3 separate regions of the Sus scrofa genome follow, and regions 1 and 2 are each linked to region 3. Evidence: chromatin contacts called from public HiChIP or PLAC-seq data. All regions are on one chromosome and are shown on one strand. Each heading gives the region's core, a stretch centred on a gene start, on an enhancer-like site or on the middle of the called end of the contact. The rest is flanking DNA. Distances are from core to core; before and after follow the strand shown. Region 1 overlaps EIF2AK3 (eukaryotic translation initiation factor 2-alpha kinase 3). Region 2 overlaps EIF2AK3 (eukaryotic translation initiation factor 2-alpha kinase 3). Region 3 holds the start of RPIA (ribose 5-phosphate isomerase A).

Region 1 (4,044 bases), core at 530-3,029, 69 kb after region 3:
GAGGAGTTCCCTTTGTGGCTCAGTGGGTTAAGAGTCCAGCATAGTGTCCATGAAGATGTGGGTTTGTTCCCTGGCCTTGCTCAGTAAGTTAAGGATCTAGCGTTGCTGCAAGCTGTAGCTTAGGTCACAGATGTGGCTCAGATCCCACATGGCTGTAGCTGTGGCTGGAAGCTCTAGCTCTGATTCGACCCCTAGCCTGGGAGCTTCCATGTGCTGCTAGTGCAGCCCTAAAAAGACAGAAAATAAAAAATTGAACATGCATCAAATCAAAGCTTCCGTTCTTTCTTTCTTTCTTATTTATTTATTTATTTTGGCCACATCCTTGGCATGCTTTCCCAGCCAGGAACTGAACCCACACCAGTGGAGTGATAACGCCAGATCCTAACTAATAGGCCACTGGGGAACTCCCACAGCTCCTATCCTAATTACACTTTTTTTAAAGGAAATACAGGGACTAAAGGAACAAGTTAATTGACGTACAAAATCCAGACTGTGGGACATTCTGTATGATGGGGTTTCCCAAGTAAATCAGTGCATGATAAAGGGAGTGAAAGGGGCCCTTATGGGGGGAAGAAAGAAATCAAAGGTCATATGTAGAGTTTAAATAAATTCCTTTTTGGAGCAAATGGATTATATGGTTTATCTTTGTAACAATCAGGGAAATTTAAATAGTTGATTTTAGAGAATGACTCAATTCTGTTCGATGTAACACTGGCATGGTAGTTACTTCTCAGCAATGAAGACTGAAATATTCATACGTGAAATGACGTAATGCCTGTGATGGACTTTAAAATACTCTTGTTAACAAATACATGTAGTGGATGAGTGGAGAGCACTGGGGAGCACTTGGCAAAATGTGATGCTTGTTGAAGCTGAGTGACAGGTGCATGGGGGTTTATTATATTCATCTCTTTACATTTTATATGTTTCCAAAATATACTAAGTTAAAGTCAGGGAGTTCCCTGGTGGCCTAGCGATGAAGGATATGGCCTGTGACCGCGTGGCGTGGGTTCAGTCCCTGGCTTGAGAAGTTCTGCATGCCATGGGTGCAGCCAAAAATAAATACATAAATAAAACAAAGTTGAATATACCCCAAAGTGTATGTGCTAATGGTAGGAGCTTGGGGAGGGGTGAGGAGGTGGTTGGATAGAAAAAGAAAGAAGAACCAAATGCAAAATACATTTTTTTCCATATAAGATGAATTTTCATTTTTATTGTTGGCTGTATTCATTTTAGTATTACTCCTTTGTTGTCTCAGTTGAAGTCCCTTCTGCCACTTAAAAATAGAGTTCTTACCTGCACATTCACATTTCAAACAGCTATCCGTGATTTTGTGTCACTGGTATTCATTCTGCCATTTAGATGTTTTTCCAAAATCATAAATTGAATTGGCTTTACTCAACTGCTTTGCTTGCAGGATAAAGACCTTGATTGGATCTTTGGTATTGGGTTTGCTAGCTGATTTGACAAGCCTTTTATTTTAAAATTATCAACAGAAAAAAAAGCAAATGGGGGAAAATCCCCAAATAATAGGAACTTATATTTTTAATAAACGACTGATGTGGGAAGCAAGGCATGTAATTAGTTTGAGATGCAGGGCAGCAAATCAGAACCAATAGCTGCTCAGAGAAACAAATCAGTGGAATGTGAAAATGCATCACCATAGCCTACATTTTTTTTTATACCAAGAGATTTGCAGCTGATTATCCGGGGTGACTCATTCCTGTGCTGGGAGGGTGAGGTAATGCTCCTATGAGGGGTGATGTCATCTCTGTACCTGAACTGCATGCTTCTATCACTGCTTGTGGCTCTCAAGGAAAAAGCGCCATCTGTTTTCACAGATGTGGCCTGAAAAACTTCACAAAGATTGGTGCACGGGTCAGCAGCCATGGGTATGACTCATAAGCAGCCAATTGAGGAAGAGCAGCTATTTAAAAGTGAACTTTAAAGTCATAATCCAGAAATATGACACGATTTGAGTATTAAATCATAATGCTTTCTCATTGTTTTGGGTTTTGCACTCTTCCCTTTGAATCATGCCCTAGAAGACCTAACTTTTAAAATGGGGCAATTTTGGAGTTCCCACTGTGGTGCATAGGGATTGGCAACATCTTGGGAGTGCTGGGATGCAGTTCGATCCCTGCCTGGGCGCAGTGGGCTAAAGATCTGGCCTAGTTGCCTAGGTCACAACTTCCACTCAGATTTGATCCCTGCCCCGGGAATTCCATATGCCACAGTGTGGCCGAAAAAGAAAAAATAATAATAAAATTAATTAATTAAAAAAGTAAAATAGGGCAATTTTTCACTACATGGTCAATCATATGAAATCTTAGTTGCTTAAACCTGACTTTTAATTGCAAATAACTTTTTTTCCTTTCACATTTAGACACAGAGAGAAATTTTAGTTCCTATTCGTTTGACAGATTTTTGTCTGTTTTGGGGGGTGGGGGTGGTTGCACTGAGGAGCCATTGTGTTCCCTAAGGATCTACTACTTCTTTAGAGGGAAAAAAGTTGTTTAATGGAAGAGGAAACAAATAAAAATAAAGGTTATCTGTTCACTACAGCCCCATGAAACCCCTCTTCCTCGTTCTTATATTGATGCAAACCATTCTCCAGTCTGTACTCAGCCAGTACTACTGTTAACAAGACCAGACAACTGAAATACCTATTTGCTAACTTTCTTATAATTTGAACTTAGTATTCTAGTAAATAGAATAGAGACTACCTAATATAATATGGAAGGTGGAGAACAGGAAATACTTGGTTTTCAAACTGGTATGTAACTTAAAATGGGAGCCTGTTTTGGCTAAAATACTATAATATTGTTATCATAGAGTGTGTATATATGACCTAAATCTGTTCTTTAAAAAAAAATTTTTTTTTAGGGCTGCACCTGAGGCATGTGGAGTTTCCCAGGCGAATCGGAGCTGTAGCTGCTGGCTTATGCCACAGCCACAGCAACTTGGGATCTGAGTTGTTGGATCCTTAACCCACTGAGCGAGGCCAGGGATCAAACCTGCACCCTCATGGATGCTAGTCAGATTCGTTTCTGCTGAACCATGACAGGAACTCCCTAAGTCTGTTCTTAATGACAGCTTCAGGTTGGACAGCCTACAAAAGATAAAAAGAAAAGTTTCAATTCTTGAAAATAAAATTGTGAATCTGTTATTATCAAGAAATAAGAAAGCAGGAGTTCCCGTCGTGGCTCAGCGGTTGATCCTGTGTTGCTGTGGCTGTGGTGTAGGCAGGCTGGTGGCTACAGCTCTGATTGGACCCCTGGCCTGAGAACCTCCCTATGCCAAGGGTGTGGCCCTAAAAGACAAATAGACGAAAAAACAAAACAAACAAACAAAAAAATTAGAAGAAAGCAAAGAAAATAATAATGTTAATACTCTAAGATAATATGAGGTGGTATATATATGTCATCATACCGATAGCATTTGAGAGCTTATTAAACACCAATTTTTTAAAAATAATGAGTAATAGTTGAAGATCTTTAAATATGCAGAATTGTGAGGAGCCTTCAATTTAATGGTATAGCATTCTGAGTTTAATTACAGAGCTCCTGCAAGGCTCTTGAGTATCTTTTCTTTTTAACCTCTTACTTGGAAATTATTTCAGACTACAAAAAGTTGCACACTTTTTGGTATGAAAAGTGGTACCAGGAAAAAAAAAAAGAAAGAAAGAAAAAGAAAGCCAATCTTTGGTTCCTGCTGTGGTACAGCAGGTTAAGTGTCCGCCAGTGTCTCTGTGGAGGCAGATGCACGTTCAGTCCTCAACTTGGTGCAGTTGGTTAAGGATCCGGCATGGCTGCAGCTGTGGCTCAGATTAGATCCCTGGCCCAGGAACTTCCATATGCTGTGATGTAGCCATGGGGGGAGGGGAGGGACAAAAAGGGAACCACAACCCTTATATACCAAGATTTACCTGTTCAAACCTTGTTTGTTTTATCATTTGAGTTGTGTGTGTGTGTGTGTGTGTGTCTTATCTTCCAAACACCCATACATACTTTTTTTTCTTGAAATGTCTAAAGATAAATTAAA
Region 2 (4,281 bases), core at 1,286-3,785, 89 kb after region 3:
TATTTCTCCTACCTTATTAGCAAAGGAAGGAATCTGAAACTCAGTGTCAAACTGAAAACAAGTATGATTCTGTAAGTGCCGAAGCTAACGACAGTAACTGGAATGACGTAAAAAATTCCGGATATGTATCACGGTAAGACTCTTATCATAAAATATATGTGTGTGGTGTAGCTTCTGGTAGTAACTGAATCGAAGAAGAAACAGCCATCGATACAGAGGACAAACGGATGGTTGCTGGAAGAGAGCGGGTGGGGGTGGTGGGTGAAATAGATGAAGAATAGAAGAGTTGTTCATTCACCATCTGCTTTAAACCTCTGGTTATATAATAAATGTCACAGGGATGTAATATAAAGCATAAAGAATATGGTTAACTACATTGCAGTAACTTTGTGTAGGAGCAGATGGCTACTAGACTTATCATGGTGATCATTTCATAACGTGTACAGATGTCAAATCATTATGTAGTTAGCATAATATTGTATGCCAACTGTATTGAAAAAGAAGAACGAATTCCCATCGTGGCTTGGTGGTTAACAAACCTGACTAGTGTCCATGAGAATGTGGGTTCAATCCCTGGCCTCGTTCAGTGGATTAAGGATCTGGCGTTGCCATGAGCTGTGGTGTAGGTCACAGATGTGGCTCGGGTCCCTCATTGCCGTGGTTGTGGTGTAGGCCAGCGGCTACAGCTCCGATTCAACCCCTAGCCTGGGAACCTCCGTATGCCGTGGGTGCGGCCCTAAAAAGACAAAAAAAAAAAAGAAGAAGAAATGACCTCTAAATGTAGATCTTGTTTCACTTCTTTTTAAATGTGTGACTATCTAGGTAAATAAAACAGACTTATCCCTCAGATTTCTTAAACTTATTCAAAGTAATTTGTAAGAGGGATAGAAACAGAGTGTTATAAAAGTTTAGAATTACAGCCCCTGGGTATGTCAATTATTTCTCAATAAAACTGAAATGAAAAAAGAATTACAACCACCAAATTGAGTTGTTATTCAGATAACTTAGTTATTGAGGTTCTGCCATGTACTGGGCTTGGTACTAATAATACCAAATAGTAATTATTATGTTGCTAGAATATGATATAAATCTCCTGTGTTACTTAATCCTCAATTATTTATTTCATCTTTATTCTCCCTAGAGTAAGAAGTAGAAAAATAGGGAGAAATACACTAATAGAACTGATCATTTTTAAAAGCAGAATTGGGGAGATCCTGGTGACTCAGTGGGTTGAGGGTCTTTTATCATTGCTGTGGCTCTGGTTACTGCTGTGGCACAGGTTCAATCCCTGACCTGGGAACTTCCACATGCTGAGGGTATGGCCAAAAATGGACAAACAAATAAATACACAATAAAAGCTGAAGAGGGAGTTAGGTTACTTAAAAAGCAGCCCAGGAGTTCCCAGTGTGGCACAGTGGTTAACAAATCTGACTAGGAACCATGAGGTTGCAGGTTCGATCCCTGGCCTTGCTCAGTGGGTTAAGGATCTGGTGTTGGCATGAGCTGTGGTGTAGGTCGCAGACGTGGCTCGGATCCCGCATCGCTGTGGCTCTGGCGTAGGCTGGTGGCTACAGCTCCAATTCGATCCCTAGCCTGAGAACCTCCATATGCTGCAGGAGCAGCCAAAGAAATGGCAAAAAGACAAAAAACAAAAAAACAGCCCTTTCAAATAATTTGAAAGTGAAATAAAAGTAGAAAATCTGTTAGCAGTCTATCAGGTGTACATATTTGGGTGCTTTGTAGGATGAGAAATGGTTCTGTGGTTCAATCCATGTAATTTTCTTATTACATGGATTATTGCTACTTCTTCTCCTCCCCCTTTTTTGGTCACACCCATGGCATTCATAAGTTCCCAGCCAGGAATTGAACCTGGGCCACAGTAGTGACAACGCCAGATCCTTAACCCACTGAGCCACAAGAGAACTACTTCCCTTTGTTTTTGTATCATACTTAGTACTGTAGTGATATGAGGACAAGGAAAAAGTATAGAACCTTACTGCTTACTATCTAGGGTAATGGTTTTATGATCAAAATAATGAAAATTTCAGCTAAAATGTGTGTTATTTTGATTACCTGTGGACTTAATTTATCTAAGCTTCATTCATACTGTATCATCAAAAACTGAGAATCGACCATAATCTGTATGTATGTCTTAGCAAAATCTACTAGGTGAGTTACAAGTGGTAAGAGCGTTAATGCCCTTGCTGATAAGGATGCTAACTAATGCATTAGTGGCTGATACCTCCAGTGAGGGAGGGAGAAGTCGGGGTTCACCAGCTCCACCAGCAGTTCACTGCCCAGGCTGTTTGTTGTTCATTCAGCACTTATTCTGAACAGCTGTGTGCAGGCAGTATCTCAGGCTTTGGGAGAAATAAAAAGACTGGGCATAGCTCCTAGAGGAGCCTAACATCTCCAGGGGAAGATGATGCTAGATAAAACATAAAAAACATATCAGAAAAAAAGCCATGACTAAGTCACAGACTCTGGCAGTGATGATTCAAGAGGGTGTCATAAATGAGGTCACATTTTAATTGAACCATAAATCATGAGTAAGAGACATGCAGAGATGGGGGAAGAGTGGGCTGTGGTGGATAAATATATATTTGTAAGGCTGTTGTGAAAAGAATTGGAATAATGTACTCTAAAGTTGAATTGGACTTATTTTCCTTTCATTTTAATATGAAGAGAACAGCTGATTGTTTGTAAAATGCAGGAGCTCTGTATAGTACTCGATGTTCGTTGAGTGCCTACTGTGTTCTTGGCATTATTAAGAGCATGAACTCTGGATTCCGGTATGAGTTTAAGTCCTAAGCTGGGTCCTTAGGTGAGGCGAAACTTAAATTTATGGAATCGGTCATCATATCTAATTTTTTTTTTTTTTCAAAAGATGTTTCCATTTTCACAAGAGTGTTTTCTTTAATGTAGGAAGATAATTCAATTGGCCCTCCAGGAGTAGGACCTGAACTTCATGGGCTTTTGCATTTGGGGAGATGGATTTGTACTGAAGTACCTTGACTAGCTATTTTTAGGGATACAGAGTATTACTCTTCATTCTCTGTGAAGGTAATTGGCCCACGGAGGGTTGGGATCTATTGTCTTTCCTCCTCAACACTGTGCTCTAACCAGCTGAGCCAGCTACTAAATCAGAGTATGCAAGTCATAATGTAATAAACTTAGCCTTCTAAGGGACACCCAGGGTAATCTAATTCAGTCCTCCCCCATGTGGCTGGAAGAATAACTTCCATAGCATGCATTCATTCATTTATTAATTCATGCATTATTTGATGTCTGTCAGACTTTCTATTTGCCAGGTAAGCTCAGGCTTTGGAAATACAAAGAGGAAAAAAAAAAAAAAAAAGAATGCTTCCCTGCAGTCAAGGCCCCCACTATTCAGTGGCAGCAAGGAGAGAAAGCTATGTGTAAATAACCTAAAATATTGGGAGGGGAGTAAGTTTAAGAAGTCCACAGTACTCTATGCGTCATGCTCTAAGAACATCAACATGGACTTGTAGAGGTGGTGGATGAGCAGAATGAACTAAGAATAAAGTTTTAGTAAATAAATATAAAGAGGTAGGCTGACTTCATAGAGCAAATAGCAGAAGCAAAAGCCCTGAAATTTTGAAAGGCCATGGGTGCAAGTCATCTGGCATATACAGAGCAGATCAGTGAGTCGGGCACTAAAGGAGGAAATAGACTACAAAGAGGAGGCCCATCTGTAAGTGACAGATGTGAGTTAGCTTCCATCCAGATACCTTTGGTGCTGAGCATAGTGACCCGTGAGGCATGCCAGCAAATTTCAGATAGCTTTGGTTCCTCGAGAGAGTTCTGACTAAAAAAGAACTTAGGAGTTCCCACCATGGCTCAGTGGGTGAAGAGCCCGGCATTGTCTCTGTGAGGATACAGGTTCGGTCCCTGCCTGGCTCAGTGGGTTAAAGATCCGGCATTGACAAACACTGCAGCGTAGGTCTCATATGTAGCTCAGATCCAGTGTTACTGTGGCTGTGGTGTAGGCTGGCAGCTGCAGATCTGATTCAACCCCTAGCCTGGGAACTTTCATATGCCAAAGGTACAGCCCTAAAAAGAAAAAAAAAGTACTTAAATATAATAGGACTAATTAAAAATTTTTTCTGTAAAATACACAGGCACTGACATAAGATTAAAATATATTTTCTAATTGAGTACAGAATGCCACAGGAGGTAAAAGTTTAGAGAATTAAGGGTAGAATATTTTGATGGATGATAGAAAGTATTGGATAGGACAGAACAGTCCTAAAGTTGCTA
Region 3 (4,303 bases), core at 436-2,935:
CCCCAAACGACCAGTAAAGCTCTCCCCAGGATCGCCTGGAACTTCGGGGAATGTGGCTGGAATCCAGTGTTGTGGGGCTCTGGCCTGAGGAGGGGACTTGCAAATTTTTATTTAACCAAATACATAATAACAAAACTACAGTCAGAGAGATACATGCTACCAAATGGTAATGTAAACAGGTTAATAAGAAATCTAATATATGGAACTTGCCTATCTATATAGACTTCATTTATCCATTACCACTCACTTTATCCAGGCATTTCGAAATTTCAGCTTATGGTCCCCATTTTGCAGCTGAGGCACTGAAACCCAAAAGCAGAACCAGGTTACACATTTCACATTATCTCTGTGAACTCCCACAGAAAATCCTATTGCTAACCAGATTATTACACCATAACAGGGTGGCCGTGGGAGTGGTGGAAGGGCACTAGAACAGGAGCCACAGGGTTTGGGTCCTGTAAGTTCCTTGGTCATTCCTCCTACAGGGCAGGCCCCTCCCATTTAGCCAGGCTGTGGGAGGATGGAACATCTAGGCAAAATAATCTTGTACACTAAAGCATTATCAAATGCAAAGAATAAAGAACCACCATTAGAGAAAAGGGAATCTGATACCTCTTTCCAAGAAGCAGAAAAGACAAAAAGCCAATAAAGCCAAGGAAACTCCACCTAAGGATAGAGATACTCCACTTGCCTCTGGGCTCCCGAAGTCTTATAATTAAGATAATTAACCTCATTGTTGACAGCAAATCCACTTAGGTTAAAAGACTCCACCAAGAGAACCACACCCGTCACTTAGCAAACAAGTGGGGCCATGACCTCACCAAGAAACAGCTAAACATCTCCACACTCCCGCCCTAAAGAACAGGGTCCTCTAGGCTTTCAAGTGTCCACTCGGGCCCTGTCAAAGGGAGGAAGTTTAAAGCCCCGAGTTTCCCCTTATGCTCGGTCTCCACTTCCCTCCCGCGAGTACATTCAGGAACAAGGGCGCACCGAATCAAGCTCCTCCTTCGGGTAAAATTTCAAAACACCTTTCAAGTCAGCTCCCCACCTACTTCCCAGGGCGGTGAAGAGAAATGACGACCTCTCCATCTGACAAGGAAGCCACAGGTTAAGTCCCTCCTAAATCCACTCCAAACATCAGACACCACCAGCCTCCACTTTGCAAACAGTTATCTGCCCTGGCAAGGAGTTCTTTCAATAGCTCAACTTTTACGGGACTTGCCCACAAATGATTCCACATCTAAAAAGCCTTTAAACAGATGTAAACCCGGGTAAAGTGCGCACCCTCTGCCCTCTCCCGAAACCCCCGCTGTGCCAGGAACTAGTCGCGCCCGACAGTGCCCAGAACGCTCAGCAGGAGCCCTTCAGGCCAAGCACAGACGCCCCATGCCCCGAGCTGCTTACCCTCACGTGGTTCTCCACGGCCGCGCGGCCCGCCAGCTTCTTGGCCTCCTCGGCCTTGGACATCGTGGAGGGGGCCGGGCAGACGCTGTTAGCGTCCCCACTGCTGGTACTAGTGCTGCCAACGCCGAACTGCGCGCGTCCCGGAGGCTGCACGTGCGAACCCAGGACGCCCCAGCTGTTCCCGCCTCCGCCAGAGGCCGCGCCCCCAGCCCGCCCGGGCAGCGGGGCCAGGACCCGCCCGTAGAGGGTGCTGAAGGGCCCGGGGCGCTGCATCCCGCCGCCTCGCTCCAGCCTCCACCACAGACCCGCCCCCGGCTCCACCGGAAGTCTGATAGCATACGTACTAGATCCGCGTCGCTGCGGCGCAGGCCTTGCTGGGAAATGTGGTTCTACGGCTTCGGCGGCCGGAAGCCGCGCCCCAGCCTGGACCACCGGCCCCACAATGCTCCGCGACCGGGTGCGCAAATCTCGGGCGACAGGCTTTGCGCGACTTGTACCGCCCGTGTAGCCGAGTTTGGGTCATTCTTTCAGGTTTTTTTTGTTTGTCCGCGCATCTGAGAAGTGGGTGTAGGTATGACCCTGTTGTTTTTCCCAGAAGTAAGAACGTGGCCGTGGACGAGGCTGGAGGCAGTCGCACTTCCGGAGACCTCATTTCGGGAGTGCCTTCTCTATACTGGCTCCACAGGGAAACGCACCTGGGGGCTCCTGACTCCCGTTTTAGTCCATCCTTAGACCCCGCAGGCCCGGGACTACAAATTTCGGACCCCCAGACTTAGATGTTGTTATGCATATGGATGGCAAGGTTTCCTCCAGATAGAGCCCTAGCCTCGCAGATAACATGCGACCCGCAGAAACCCCGCAGTCCTTCTTGACTTAAAAAGGACTTCCACTTTTCTAGTTTCTCCTCTACCTGTAAAGTGTCTTGATGTAGGTGAAAAGAAGGAAAAAAAGACTACACGCACAATGTAAGAGCAGTGAGTTTCAGTTTTATTCTGGGATGTTACTAGGGACTATAGCCTGGGAAATAATCTCTCAGCTCTTTGGAACTCTACAAGAGATAGAGGAGGAGCCAGTATGTATATGAATTTTTGGTCTATGAAATGTAGTCAAGCATACATCTTGACTACTTACCATCAAAAAAACCCAGGTAGTTCAAGTTAATGATTTTAGTGCTTTCCCAAGTATGGGAGGATGCAGGAATCTAGCGTCATTGAAATTCTTCCTTAGATACATATCTTTGTCTAGGGGCCATGTATCCAAAACACAGAAGGCTTCATCCAGTTTTTCTCTACCCTGAATTCCGCTTAGGGTGAACTGTTAGTGGGGCAACTGCAGAGTTGAGGCTTAACCTTTTGTGTAACTGGGTGATAAATGAGATTCTTCGTCCTGTTCTTACTTACAGAGCATGGTAAAGATGGAAGAACTCTTTGTTGTTGTTGTTGTTATCTGAGCTGGAGCTGCAGCAATGATGGATCCTTTAACCCACTGCATCTGGCCAGGGATCAAACCCATGCCTCTGCAGCAACCCAAGCTGCCACAGTCAGCTTCACCTGCCACATCACAGCGGGAACTCTAGGGTGGAAGGATTTTTTTTCTTTTCTTTTTAGGGCTGCACCTGCAGCATATGTAAGTTACCAGGCCAGGGGTCTAATCAGAGCTCAGCTGCCCGTCTACACTGATGCCTATGCAGCAACATGGATTCGCGCCTCATCTGCAACCTATACCACAGCTCTCACTGAGCGAGGCCAGGAATTGAACCCACGTCCTCATGGATATTAGTCAGGTTCTTAATCTGAAGAACCACAACAGGACCTCTGTGGGGTGAGAGAATTCTTTCTGTCCCTATTTTATAGGTAAGAAAGCTTTTTCTGACTCCATTCATATTGACTACTTGGAGGTCTATAAAAAGAACTAGCCTTTGTGCTGTTCCTCCATGTTGGTGGAATCCCTTGTCTACTATGACCTTATTTCCAAACCATTTCAGGTCTTCTCCCTCTTCTGTGTGCAAAGCACCAGTAATAAGCCACTGTCATCACCCTGGTGACCTGGGCTTCCTTTGCCATGCCTCCTGAAGCTGTCAGCCCTTGGACCATGTGCAAGGAAAATCAAAATGGAGTGGGCATTAGTAAGAGAGCTCTCCAAAATGGAGCCAGGAGGCCACTGGGACAAGGTGAGTTATGCACTTATAAGCTAACCACTTTCTGGAATTTCCCATTGTGGCTCAGGTTAAGAACCCCATAGTGTCCGTGAGGATGCAGGTTTGATCCCTGGCTTCGCTCAGTGGTTCAAGGATCCAGTGCTGCCACAAGCTGCAGCATAGGTCGCAGATGCAGCTGGGATCCCATGTTGTTATAGCTGTGGCTTAGGCCTGCAGCTACAACTCCGATTCAGCCCCTAGCCTGGGAAGTTCCATATGAAGCAGGTGCAGCCATAAGAAAGAAGAAAAAGAAAATTAGCTAACCATTTTCTGTCTTAAAGTACACATTCAGGACATCTGCCAGAAATTCTGGATACTTACTCAACCCTTACCATAAGTCCTGACAGCCTATCTGCTTATTGAGACCCTTACCCTAAAATGACTCATGACAGCTTATTTAAGGACAAATATTTCCTTACCTGCATCAGAGTCAAGTACAATTTTTTGTTGTTGTTTTCTTTTTAGAGCTGCACCCAGGACATATGGAGATTCCCAGGCTAGGGGTCAAATCAGAGCCATAGCCACCAGCCTATACCACAGCCACAGCAGCGCCAGAGCCAAGCTACACCTGCAGCCTAAGCCACAGCTTGTGGCAGTGCCAGATCCTTTAACCCACTAAGCAAGGCCAGGGATCAAACCCACATCCTCATGGGTACTAGTTCGGTGCTTAACCTGCTGAGCCACAAGGGGAACTCCTCAAGT

What was found. HiChIP or PLAC-seq counts read pairs in DNA pulled down with a chosen protein or histone mark.
Region 1: an H3K27ac HiChIP or PLAC-seq map of alveolar macrophages shows a contact between it and region 3. The contact joins the enhancer-like site here to the promoter of RPIA in region 3. A contact is called at or near these places in 1 of 5 promoter capture datasets (liver), 19 of 47 Hi-C or Micro-C datasets (alveolar macrophages, blood, embryonic fibroblasts and 10 more) and 2 of 2 datasets of contacts at active chromatin or transcription factors (alveolar macrophages and skeletal muscle).
Region 2: a contact with region 3 is called in an H3K27ac HiChIP or PLAC-seq map of alveolar macrophages. The contact joins the enhancer-like site here to the promoter of RPIA in region 3. A contact is called at or near these places in 1 of 5 promoter capture datasets (liver), 23 of 47 Hi-C or Micro-C datasets (blood, embryonic fibroblasts, fetal heart ventricle and 10 more) and 2 of 2 datasets of contacts at active chromatin or transcription factors (alveolar macrophages and skeletal muscle).

The regions. Positions count from the first base shown.
Region 1 is chr3:57,453,707-57,457,750 of Sscrofa11.1, forward strand. All of the region lies in intron 2 of EIF2AK3 (eukaryotic translation initiation factor 2-alpha kinase 3), which reads left to right. Among named protein-coding and RNA genes, the nearest start is that of EIF2AK3, 32 kb to the left of the region's middle. Within about 2 kb of position 1,780, at least 17 of the 83 cell types and tissues checked have an H3K27ac peak or open chromatin away from gene starts, as enhancers often do. A contact at or near this core is called in alveolar macrophages and embryonic fibroblasts, where this site is marked.
Region 2 is chr3:57,473,841-57,478,121 of Sscrofa11.1, forward strand. It overlaps EIF2AK3 (eukaryotic translation initiation factor 2-alpha kinase 3), which reads left to right. Exons shown (of 17, transcript XM_003124925.4): 10 at 21-133. Among named protein-coding and RNA genes, the nearest start is that of EIF2AK3, 52 kb to the left of the region's middle. Within about 2 kb of position 2,536, at least 4 of the 83 cell types and tissues checked have an H3K27ac peak or open chromatin away from gene starts, as enhancers often do. A contact at or near this core is called in alveolar macrophages and embryonic fibroblasts, where this site is marked.
Region 3 is chr3:57,385,224-57,389,526 of Sscrofa11.1, forward strand. It overlaps RPIA (ribose 5-phosphate isomerase A), which reads right to left and starts at 1,686. Exons shown (of 9, transcript NM_001097495.1): 1 at 1,405-1,686. The coding sequence starts at 1,677. It overlaps LOC102164763 (a long non-coding RNA gene), which reads left to right and starts at 1,871. Exons shown (of 5, transcript XR_001306050.2): 1 at 1,871-1,975; 2 at 2,807-3,257; 3 at 3,389-3,574.